Linked DNA regions of Zea mays: all the other regions are linked to region 1. The links are chromatin contacts, called in public Hi-C maps. All regions are on one chromosome and are shown on one strand. Each heading gives the region's core, a stretch centred on a gene start, on an enhancer-like site or on the middle of the called end of the contact. The rest is flanking DNA. Distances are from core to core; before and after follow the strand shown.

The links. A called contact is a pair of places that touch in the nucleus more often than the background predicts.
Region 2: a Hi-C map of endosperm shows a contact between it and region 1, with 4 times the contacts expected there. The contact joins the promoter of LOC100275842 here to the promoter of LOC100274440 in region 1. A contact is called at or near these places in 2 of 25 Hi-C or Micro-C datasets (endosperm and tassel).
Region 3: a Hi-C map of ear shows a contact between it and region 1, with 3 times the contacts expected there. The contact joins the promoter of LOC100381570 here to the promoter of LOC100274440 in region 1. A contact is called at or near these places in 11 of 25 Hi-C or Micro-C datasets (bundle sheath, ear, endosperm and 4 more) and 1 of 3 datasets of contacts at active chromatin or transcription factors (leaf).
Region 4: a Hi-C map of leaf shows a contact between it and region 1, with 7 times the contacts expected there. The contact joins the promoter of LOC100283632 here to the promoter of LOC100274440 in region 1. A contact is called at or near these places in 3 of 25 Hi-C or Micro-C datasets (endosperm, leaf and leaf mesophyll).

The regions. Positions count from the first base shown.
Region 1 is chr6:35,703,170-35,706,121 of Zm-B73-REFERENCE-NAM-5.0, forward strand. It overlaps LOC100274440, which reads right to left and starts at 1,505. Exons shown (of 5, transcript NM_001148799.1): 1 at 970-1,505; 2 at 304-594. The coding sequence starts at 1,044.
Region 2 is chr6:35,280,009-35,282,960 of Zm-B73-REFERENCE-NAM-5.0, forward strand. LOC100275842 reads left to right here and starts at 1,371. Exons shown (of 1, transcript NM_001149825.2): 1 at 1,371-2,762. The coding sequence starts at 1,403. The coding sequence ends at 2,608.
Region 3 is chr6:35,329,418-35,332,369 of Zm-B73-REFERENCE-NAM-5.0, forward strand. It overlaps LOC100381570, which reads right to left and starts at 1,462. Exons shown (of 17, transcript NM_001361448.1): 1 at 1,182-1,462; 2 at 316-396. The coding sequence starts at 1,208.
Region 4 is chr6:36,002,527-36,005,478 of Zm-B73-REFERENCE-NAM-5.0, forward strand. It overlaps LOC100283632 (cycloeucalenol cycloisomerase), which reads right to left and starts at 1,462. Exons shown (of 8, transcript NM_001156533.2): 1 at 1,242-1,462; 2 at 986-1,155; 3 at 713-796. The coding sequence starts at 1,254. TRNAN-GUU (transfer RNA asparagine (anticodon GUU)) reads right to left here and starts at 2,882; the gene lies at 2,809-2,882.

The sequences.
Region 1 (2,952 bases), core at 255-2,754:
TCCATGTGCTATGTAACGCGGGCATCCATATAAACCAATTTCCAACTGTCACATTTGTTCTTATCTAAGCGTCTAAGGGGAAAACCGAGATAATTGGATTTTTGCCACTCACAATGTTGTCTTCGTGTTATAATTAACACTGTGTCTATGAATCGTGGGTCCAGCTGGGTCTATGAAATGTGGGCCTGATGGCAATTTTACAAACCTGTTTCTTGCTGATGGCAAATATCAAAATCTCTCGGGGAAAACCAGGTGCAAATGGCACCGAGCAGGTGAATTCGGACAAAAGTGATTTCACATTACCAGGTAACCTCGGAAGGCGGTCTGGATCTTGATTGCGGCGAGCTCTTCGGTTGGCGCACCAGGTGGCAGCACCGACGCCTGTGCTGGGGCAGCAGCAGCAGCAGGGGCCTCCTCCAGGGTGACATGCTTGCTCTGCTCCTGCTCGGCTTCGGGGACCCTGACCTCGTCGGTCTGGCGAGGAACTGGAGGAGGAGCCGGAGGGGGTGGCACCGAAACATTGACTTCCAGGGAGGTAGATGGGGTCAGATCTACCGGTGCTGGGTTGCTAGCTGCTGATTTCCTCCTTAGCCTCTGTCAATTCCAAGGGCAAAGTTTTGGGTTGTGATCAGAATTCAGTCCGAACTTTAGTGACAAAAACAAACGCAAGAAAAAAAAAGGCCGCGCTTTGATCGATCACGGATCTGCAAGGTAGTCGTAAAGGGGGGAGCAAGTGCCGTCTTGACAACAATGCAGAATGCAAAACCCAAAAATTCACCAGTACGACGACGGCTGAGAAGTATAGAAAAAGGGTGAACAAGGTGCGGTTTTTTTTTACCCAGGAACACCTGACTGGATTCTTCGGAATTGGGAGAGGGGAAACCACGAAAATCCGATCAGATCCACCCACAAATCCAAAACGAAGCCCGCAAAACGCAAGAGAATCCCAAGGGGGCGGGCAAGCATCACCTCCTCTTTCTTCTCCTTGGATTCGGGGCTGAAGACCTTCTTGACGGCGCCGAACCACTTGCCCTTCTTCCCCATGGGTCCACGCCACGCTCCTCGGAACAGTCACCCTGGCTCGGCACCTGGAGAGGAGGACTGAACAAGTCACGAACCAGACCACCTATCAGTATCTGCCAGGCCCACGACGAGACGACGGGTGTCAACTTTATCGGAAGAAGGAACGCCCGCCCAAATCTTGGTGCGGAAGCAAAGGGGAGGGGAGGAAGGGCGGGCTAGCCGTTTCGGTTGTGCGCAGGCAGAGGCAGGCGAGAGGAAGGCATCGTCAGCGGCGTGGTGGTGGCAGGACAGGAGAGCTGAGCTCCGCGGCAGCCCGCAATGCAATCATGTCGCGTGGGAGGCCGCGGGAGGTGGGGAGGAGCGAGGACGGCAGGAGGAGCAGGCACCAGACCGAGGCCAACGATTTTTTGGCTGGAGCTTAGCAGGCCTGACAGGGACGCAGTGCAGGAGGCCGGGAGCTTTGGATTTCCGGAGGGCAACAGCTGCGTGGGAGCAGTCGCGGAGGGAGGGAGAAGCGCAGGAGGGAAGCGTGTGTGTACCTTTGGTTAGTGTTGCGATGCGCCGCTGCTCCTCCGCGGCTCAGCCTCCTCTCTCGCGGTGATGTGTGAGAGTTTTTTAGGGGGAGGGAAGCTGGGAGTGGGACTTTGGACAGCTGGGGACACAGCGGATCGAGGGGAAGGAGATGATATTGGGACTAGGATGATAATGGAGAATTTATTGTTGGAGAATAGTCTTCATTCTCGTTCTTACTATCAAATTTTTTTTTACGAGTATTCTTACGAACGTTTTGCGTGAATATTTCATTTTTATCCTCATTCTCCGCAGGATAAATATCTGACGGGATCCTCATTCTCGCTTAAATTATAACTAGGACACACATTATTTGTTATTAATATAAAATATTATCACTTATACAAATTGTCATATGTAAAAAATTATTGTGTGCACATTAAAATAAACACATTTGTATAATAAATGATCTCTTGATAAAATAATTATTTATTTTTATCATTAACCAGTACACGAAAACGGGGATGGAGAATGCTTCCACGATCCGTTCCGGTTTACCCATCGGGGGAGGGTTTTCCCCATTTACATCCCTGAGGGGGAAGAAATTTCCCCATCCCTATCCTCTAATGGAGAAATTCCTCGCGGAGAATCGGAGATCGGGTCCCCATTGTCATCTCTAAGTAGAATCTCTCTATTAATCCTGAATGGTATCTGCCAAGGTTTTAAATATCTGATTATAGCGGCTGATAATATGCCGATATGGCCTTTTTAGCGGTGCAAAAGTTATGTTATTTATCATGATATATGGTACTATTTCTCGATATATCTTGATAGTTCCAATTTTGAGAAGCGTAGGGATAAATCTCTTAGACTAACTCCAACAGACTCCATCTTCGCATCCGTATTTTGCGTGACAAGCAGGCTCCGCATAAACATGGTCGTCCAATAGGCTCTGTATCCGCATCCCCATCCCTCTCAATGAAAGTTGGGTCCCACGCTTGACTGTTTTTGAATGCCCTCTTGTGCAGAGAAGAGATAGACACTGTAGGAATACCAGGTGGAAGACAACACGCCTATTTTGCATGGTGGTTTACGGAGTCTGCTGGAGGGCAGAATAGTGGCTTCGGACGTGCAAAATGCGGATGCATAGTGGAGTATGGGGCGTTGCTAGAGTTGGTCTTATCCCGCTATTTAAAACACTGGTAACTACATGAGGCTGAGCCCGACTTTCTTGTCAATGTGCATTCAAGACATACTTAGCTACTTAGGTTTATTAGTCTATCTCTACCGGCTTACCCATCCGCCCATCTCTATACCATTTCAAACTCTACTATGTAAATAGTACAATATATAATACAAAACAATATTTTGGATAACCATATAGGAAGGGCGACGGAGCCATTAGTTTTTTTAACTAAT
Region 2 (2,952 bases), core at 121-2,620, 420 kb before region 1:
CTTGGCGAGGAAGGCAGTACCGGCAAGAGAATGCCATTAGCAGAATTGTTTAAGCACACGAGAGAGAGAGAGAGAGAGAGAGAGAGAGAGACGGCTCATTGCATCAGATCAAGATCCAACCCCTGCTCACACAAACGCGCATCGCATCGGATCCCCAGGCGGCGAGGAGCTCCACCACCACATGGCACCACACCACACGCACGCCCTTGATGGGTGCTGTCCTTGTCCCTGGCAGCAAATCACTAAACAATGCTGCCGTCCACGACGACTGATGAGCACACACACGGTTAGTTTTGTTTTGCATGCATATGACAGAAAGGTCATTAGCATTAGCAGACACCAAACAAAACAAGAGAGAGAGAGAGAGGATGAAGACTGGCTGATGTGAGTGAAGAAAGCTGCTGCCATGGTTGGCTGGCTGGCTGAGATGCACGCACCCACTCGTGCAACGCCTACTTTATTTTAGAGACTGCTCTGATCGTCGATCCTCCTCCTAGTACCATTACCTCCATGAGACGAAAGAGAGAGAGAGGAGGACGAGACGTCTCCTGAATCGAAGGGGAAACGAAAAGTAAAGAAAAGAAAATACTACTGTATGTGGTGGACGCTGAGCTGACCTGAGATGAGAGTGAAGGGACGTGTGGATGTGGAGTGGAACGTGCTTTTTTTTGCAGCAGCAGCGCCGCGCCGGGCGGGTATGCAGGCTGGGTGCGGAAATCAAGGCATCCCCATCCAACCAACCAGCCAGAGGTTTCAAGGGGCAGGATTGGATTGACGGATCGTGCATGGCCAGGCCACATCGCACGTGGCCGCAAGCAGAGCAGAGGAGAGGTCAGGTCAGGTCGCAGGAGGAAGGAGGAGGAGGAGGAGCCGCCCTGGACGCTGGAGCAGCAGCAATAGCCATGGCCAATGCAGCATCCTCTCGTCGTCCTTGTCCTTGAGACGACATCACTCTGCTTCTCCCAGTTACCTTACTCATGTTCACGCCCGCCCCCATTACCATGGCCGTCGACCCGGTCCATGCACTGCCTGCCCAAGCCCGTCGCATACCTCCTCCACGGCTCCACGCCTCCACCCACCCGCCCCAGGGCCCAGGACAGATCCATCCAACGCATCCATGGACCGGGTCCAGGCCCACCACCGAGCGAATCCTAAGACACGCACACGCACACCCACGAGGCACGCACGGCACGGCACGACACGAGCGCTAGCTTGACGCTTCCCACGCCAGCAGCGGAGGATCCGGAGCTCGCCTCGCCTGTCGCCTCATTTAATCCGCACGCCCGCGCCCACCGCCCGCCCCCCTCCAGTCCCCCCACTGTGTCCGCGCCGCCTCATTAATTAACCTCGCTACCGCGCGCGGCGGCATCCACCTCCCTCCCTCCGCTGCGGCCAGCCAGCCATGAAGCCGCCGGCGGCGAGCCCGGGCCGCGCGGAGAAGCCGCAGCTGGCGGCGCCGGGCCTGGCGCGCCTGCTGCTCAGCAAGAGCCGCCGGGGCGCGCGGTCGCGCCGGGCGCCGCCGGCCACGTCGCCCATGTTCGTGTCGCGCGGCGCGCGCACCCGCGCCGCCAACGACGGGGAGCCCTCGTCGCCCAAGGTCACCTGCATTGGCCAGGTGCGGATGCGCAAGGGGAAGAAGCCTGCGACTGCGACGGCGCCGGCGGTGGGGAAGGCGGCCGCGCGGGACAAGGGCGCCGCCAGGGGCGGCTACTACTACTACTGCCGCTGCCTCAAGAGGGCGTTCCTGTGCGGCGGGCTGTTCGCGTCCGACGCGCGGAAGCGGAGGCACGAGCCGCCGGCGGAGCGCGGGCGCCGCTCGCCCTGGGTGTTCAGCAGCCGGGACGTCGCTGTTGCTGCCGCGCCCAAGCCGCCCGCGGACCCGAGCAGCGGGCGCCGGGCCGAGGACGAGGTGCAGCTCGGCGTCGGGGACGTCGACTTGGGGTCGACCGGCCGGGACGGAGAACAGGAGGTGGGGATCGGCGACGGCGACGGCGACCGGGACGCGCCGCTGGCCGTGTCGTCCGCCACCACTACGCCGCCCAAGAACGCGCTCCTGCTGATGCGCTGCCGGTCCGCGCCGCAGAACCGCACGTCGCCACTCACCTCCCGGTTCCCCTCCACCGCCACGGCGCCAACGCCGGCGCCGGCCAGGGACGCCCTCGCCGCCGCGGCGTCCCCGTTAGCATCCCCATCCCCTTCGCCTTCTCCTTCTCCCCGGAAGGCGCCAGCTTCGGCGAACGAGGACGGCGTGGCAACGCAACAAACAGGAGCGGTGGCAGCGCCAGCGCGTGAGCCGCAGCTGGTATTGAGCGGAGAAGGAGAAGAGGAGGAGGAGGAGGAAGTAGAAGTAGAAGACGACGACGAGTTCGATGAGTACGACGAGGAAGAGGAAGAGGAGGACGAGACGGTGCGGTGCTCATCGGCGCGGCCGCTGGTGCTGCAGCGGTGCAAGTCGGAGCCGGCGACGACCGCGGCCGCGAAGATGGCGGCGGGACCCGCGACGAGCGCCGGGTGCTTCTGGGCCCACGGAGGGAGCGGCGGCCGGAGGAGGCACGCTCCGCCGCCGCCCGGCGCGGCGCCGGCGGCGGTGGCTTTGACCGGCCACTGAGACGCAGAGGCGATGGGGGACTGTGGGTGGTGGTGGACTTGTGATGGTGGCGGGCCCCGTTCTTTTGTTTTCTTATGCTGTTGAATCTGGATTCCTTGGTAAGTTGTGTAGTAGTAAATATGTGCGCTCACTTAAAAAAATCCTGTAAATTTCTTCACTCTGGTTTATTTTGTAGTAGTGCACTAGTACTCCTGTCTCCTACTATCTGTTAGCAGTTCATTAGTAACAAAAATGTGTTAATCTATACACATACACATATAAGGCGACTGCTCAATCGCTTTCACGAAAGCTACGGCTCCAGTCTCAGCTCAGCTCGCTTTCATGACAGTTACATGTGGTCCGGC
Region 3 (2,952 bases), core at 212-2,711, 370 kb before region 1:
GATCAGATACCACAAGTACAAAGCTGAGCCAAGTATAGTGAAGATGAGATTCTGATTGTGTTGGGGGGGGGGGGGGGGGGGAATGGTTCTGATTCCTGAAAATGCAATGCTGATGGATTGAACCCATGGTTACTGCCAAAGCGAGTTGTGCACAGCACTACAGCAAACAGACCCAACAACTATGTACTGCCAGATGGCTAGTTCACCCTGGAGGCTCGTATGCCATGCGCCACCATTCAGTTGCAATCCTACACATCCCGGAGTAGAAACAGAGTGTTGGAAAAGCTGAAATAATAGACCACAACAGTTGCTGACCTGCTTCTTTCCATGCTTCGGCAACCCCAGCTGATTTAAGATATCTTTGAGCTCCTTTATTCTAAAATACGCAAGTTTATCCTGTGACAAACAAGGGTCAACATGTGAGATATTCAAGAGTGCCGTTACACGTTGCTGCGCACGTGAAGTACACCGCCACACTTGCCATGTTTGATCCATGGACCAAAAAAACAGGACTACCAACTCTACAACGATTTATTAGGAGTGAATTTTGTCGGTTTGCCATGTGCAAGCTAGGAGTAGCTTGAATGAGTACTGCGTCATGTGACAGAAGGAACCAACACTAGCCTATCAATCAGTACAGTACATGAGGAGCTGATTCTGTTAGTTGTAAACCAAGCGCATAGTCTGCATGTTTATCACTTTAGAAAGTCTGAATAAAGAGACAACACAACAGAGAAGCTGCTTGTTCTTTTCGCAACACCAAAAACAGCCTCTGCTCTTCGTTTGTCTAGGTGAGATTGAGTGATCGTTGATTCATTCCAGTGCACAGATTCGCGTTGCCGGTATACATCGCCGGGACGTGAGCTCAACAGATTCGGTGGCTCAGGCAGCATAGAACACCTCCCAACAACACACACAGCCCCAAAACTCGGGGCTGGACTACGGCGGGCAGCAGATTAAGAGGCCGAACCGCAGTTGGAAATAAGGCAGTGGTGCCAGCAAGCGCTGGGAAAAACTAGGGTCCGAGCTCTCACTCTCTCAGCCAGCTCAGGCCCATCCATCCATCTAAACCTCGGCGCGGAATTAACCGCCGGGCGGCAGCGGGGCGGGAATCCCCCGGGGAATTCGAGGGGGAAATCGACAGGGATCAGGTGGCGAACTGGGCTCGGGCGGGCGTATACCTTGCTGGTGGAAGCGAGGTCCGACATGGCAGGCGCCCGCGCGAGGAGAACGCCCGGAGGGGCACGACCATGGGGAGGAGGCGATCGGGGCCCCGGGCGCCGGCAAGGAGATCCGGGGGTGCCGAATTCGCGGCCGCTGCTGCGGCGGGGCTCCCTCGCGTGGCGCCTCTGTGGCCTCCGCCGTATGCGTCGACGAAGGTTGCCTGGACGGGGGCGGGGTTTTCCTCTCTCACTCACTCTCTCTCCCTCTCTCCACCTCGCTCTTGTCTGCCTTGGCTCGCACGTGCTTGTGGGACGGGTTCGTCGAGAAGGAGAGGAAGAGAAAGAGGGGTTTCTCTCTCCTATTCTCAGCCCGTCAGCCGCCGCCGCGGCGGACGTTATCGGCCGCTGTCAAATCCGGTTTTTGGCGGGGACGTACGAATCCGCGACCCACCGAAGCCGGCGTGGGGGTTGGTTCGTTTTTACTGCTTAAACCGTGTCCTGTTCGTATTCCCATCTAAAATGGGATTGGGAACATATCAGGTGCAAACTAACTCATTTGTACAACCGTGCGAATTTCTAATCTAAATTATATAATGTTGATCCAATAAACGCAGGGACGTGGATAATTTTATACTTAACTGTCCGCTGCTAATCACACCTTTTCAAAATTCCCCTTCCCACTCCTCTGCGCGTTCCCTTGGATTAACATCATGTGTTCAGATTAGAAGTTTGCACGGTTGCACGGAGGAGTTGGTTTGCACCAGATACGTTCCCATCTAAAATAGTAAAAACTAATAACTTCATTCTTAACTAACTAAGTGCATGTGCGTTGCGACTGCACATAAATTGTTGAGGGAGATCTATGGCTGCTCGTCAAGGTCGATGATAGGCTATCGTTGCTGCTAGGCACCATCATCCGAATAAGGATAGAAGTATCCGGGATAGAAAGGAGCGTGAAGTTCTACACAAAACCAAACAGGTGTTTGGTGACTCTCATCTTGCGAAACACGATGAAGATAATCTTGCATGGATGACAAAGATAACATTAAAAAACTACAAGATTGATTAAGCTAAAGTAAACGCTCAACATCCACAGACAAGTATTGTAGTGCAGTGCACTTTAATACACAAACGCTCTCAATGCTCACCTCCGTCTGTAGTTCATAACACCTCATGCAAATTCGTCCCCTATCAAAGAACATGCTGAAGTAAAAAAAGTCTCGTATGATCCATCATCATTGACTGAAAAGTGAAATTGTAGGGTCACACCACACTATTTGTGATAGCATCATCGCTTGGTCATTCACACAAGTGAAAAATGGATTTGCGAGAGCAGTAAAAATAGAAGTGAGCAGCCGTCCATTTCATTGAAGACTTCATTTTACCAACAAAATAGTGGTATGGGCAGCTCGAAAACTAATTCTAAAACCTAAAATTTTGTGATACCCATGAACACCACCAATAAACACCACCAGGAGCGGGCTCAGACTTTGATTCTGGCAGCCGCGTCAATACCTGTCAGCGTAATTTGAGGCTGTTGTGCATCATTGCTCTATTTTTTATTATTTTCAACAATTCGTTTCAAACTTGCAGCCTGTTGGTTTCATAGGGGCTTGCAGAAGCTAGTGTCTGCATTTTTTGAGTTCCCTAGCATGTCACTATATGGTCCATAGAATGTTTTTGCTTCACAAAAGAGAATTCTGTTCTCACACATTCCATTCTTTTGGAATAAAAAATATTTATCGGTACTTTTAAATAGGTCCAATGTCAGGTTTAAGCGAATAACCAA
Region 4 (2,952 bases), core at 212-2,711, 300 kb after region 1:
ATCTCTCCAAATCTGTCCAAATCCCAGTTTTTAGAGAACTTCAAGCAAGAAAGGCCAAGAGACGGAATCAAAGGCTTTGGTGATGTAAGAGTCCTGGAAGCTAAGTCAGAGTGAAGGACACCATTCAAGGGTAGACTAAAGGAACAAAGACATATTCAACATGATCTGGTAATGGTATGAATTATACAGATCACCCATAAGGTCACTTTCACAAATCACAAAAATGGACATGATTGAAAATAACAGGTGATGTTCACAGGTGAAAGGGAGAGCACATGACCGGCAGCATCAACACATGCTTGTGGCTGACAGATGCAGAACGTCTCAGGACAGAGAGGGAAGACAAACAAACAGCAAAGAGGGACCATACTGTAGTAGGCTTAAATCTAATGATCTTCCTGCAGCAGAGCACCGTGTAGCTTGACCTCTTCCCCTACCAGTCTGCTCTGCATTTTAAATTTTAATAGTTTGCCAACTGCTTGCTATTTCTTTCCATATCACATTCTCACCTAATGGTTGGTATATTATGAAAATGTTAAGACGGGCATTGCCCCTTCACTAATGTGGCCTGCAGATAAATCACATGTGCACCTTATACTATGAAGAATTAACATAAAGCATACACATCCTGCGACCTTAACCTTACATACATATGTTGGCGAGATGAGCAGCCAGAGCCAGCCGAGGGAACAGACAGGAGGAGGGGGGTTACCTTCCCTACGAGGAATAGGGGGATGACGAACGCCGGGACGGTGGACACCAAGCCAAGGATCAGGTACTCCAGCTCCGTGAACCTCTGCACATGGCACAAGAAGCCAAGAACGGGTAGAAAGGTAAATAGTAATATATTAGACGTAGTTTATTCACCCGCTCCGATCACGTCGTCCAAGATCCAATCGAGAACCCGATCCATGGACCGGCCAACAACCAACCGAGAATCATGCGGCTGGCTACACAAGACGATGGTGACGAGATGGAGGAGCACCTCGTAGAGCTTGAATGGGACGACGACACCGAGGCAGAGCGTGAGCCAGAAGGGCGTGTAGAGCAGGAAGAAGGCCTCCCCCCAGCGCTTGCTGCCGTCCGCCGCCAACCACGCGCTCCTCTTCCCCGCGCCGCCGCCGCCCCTGGGCTTCGCCCCCGGCCGCCGCGCAGCTGCGAGAGGGAGGAGAGGAGAACCCCGCGGGTCAGATACGCGTGCGCGGGCCGCTCCTGGAAACAAGCGCGTGCGCGGGACCCACCCGCGCCTGCCATTGCCGGGCTGGTTCCGCTTGCACCTCCCTCCCGCAGGACGGCAGGGCGCCGGGAGAGGGATGATGGAATCGAATCGATAAATCGGAGGCTCGGAGCCGAACAGACCAGGCCACTGGCCACCGAGAGTGTAAGGGGGCGTTTGGTTGCCTTGTCCGGTGGTGCAGCTGCATCTACACATGCAAAAAGTAGTGTTTGTTTGGTTCGTTGTATCGCACGAGACAGGCTAGCACGGAACTTAAGGTCTGTTTGGTTCACTGCCTAACTTGCCATACTTTGCCTAACTTTTCTGTCTAAGGTTAGTTCTTCAATTCGAACGCCTAACCTTAGATAAAGTGTGGCGCAGTTAGCCACGAACCAAACAGGCCCTTAAAGCGCCGCGAGCCAGGCCCGGCAGAAACGCATCGCGCGGCCGCACGCGCGCGGCCAGGCTCCGCTCAGCCAGCTCTTTACTCGTGCACGCATATCGAGACACGTTTTTAATTGGTTTTTTCATTATATCGTCTAATTAAAAGATTTAATCACCGAACCGATTTCATATCCGCGTTCCTGACATTTTTGCGAACGAAACTAGACCACTCATACTATATATATTTCAAATAAAAAAATTACGTGATTAAGATTAATATATAATTAGTGTATATTAACATGTAATTAGTATCTATTAAGCAATTTACCATATAATTAGTGTCTATTAATAGATTTTTTAATTTATTTAACAATTTTTTTAACTCATGCACCATGTACTCATGCAAGCAACCAAACAACATCTCTTGTGAACCAGACTGGCCACATACACACAACCAAACACGCTATACTGCATGCACTCAGCCAGTCCAGTCTGAGCCAGGCTCACTAGATACGAGCCAGGCTCACCCATACAAGTAACCAAACGCCCCCTAAAGCGCAGTGCGTGTCCTCTCTCTCTCACTCTCAAAAAAAAAGGCGTAGTGTGTGTGGGCCGGGAGGGTCCCAGACTACTGCGCAATCAGAATGGCCCATCTTCTGGCCACTTCGATGTGTATCGACACTTTTTTTTTATTTAGCCTTGTTCACCAATCCGTACCGTTCTACGGAGTACTTATACTAAAAATTATATCAATTCAAGCGCTTTGCTTATACTTTGTGTATGTACATGCATGTCTTGTAGTTTATTCATGTCTATTTAACTTGGACTCTTTCAGTTGGCCTCTTGAAGCGCTTTGCTTTACAAAGTCAACTAGATTGGTTAGCTCTTCAAAGTTCAAACACAGTTCAAATAGTTTCTGGATAGTATAAGTTTTACAGCAGTCTAGTTCCATGTGGTGTGGAGTTAGAGAAGTTTATGGAATTACCTATCCGCCACTGATTATGTATGTAGCGGTTCGTTTCTTTCATTGAAGTAATAAATGTTGTGTAATTAAAAATACCAGTTCTTTTAATTTATTCTAAAACCCATTCAAGTAATGATTATTATGTAGTTAAAATGTCTAGGTTTAAGCTTTTGACTTAGCACGAGAGCTCGTCCTTTTCAATTTATGATGAAATTCGTTGAAGCAATAAGGTTGTTAAAAACAACGCTAGAAGGAGGGCTTGAACCTCCGACCTTGTGGTTAACAGCCACACGCTCTAACCAACTGAGCTATTCCAGCTTTGGTGATTTGAATAAACCCACAGCTATTTATATGCTAGTACATACTATTTTTCTACTTTTATGGTGCT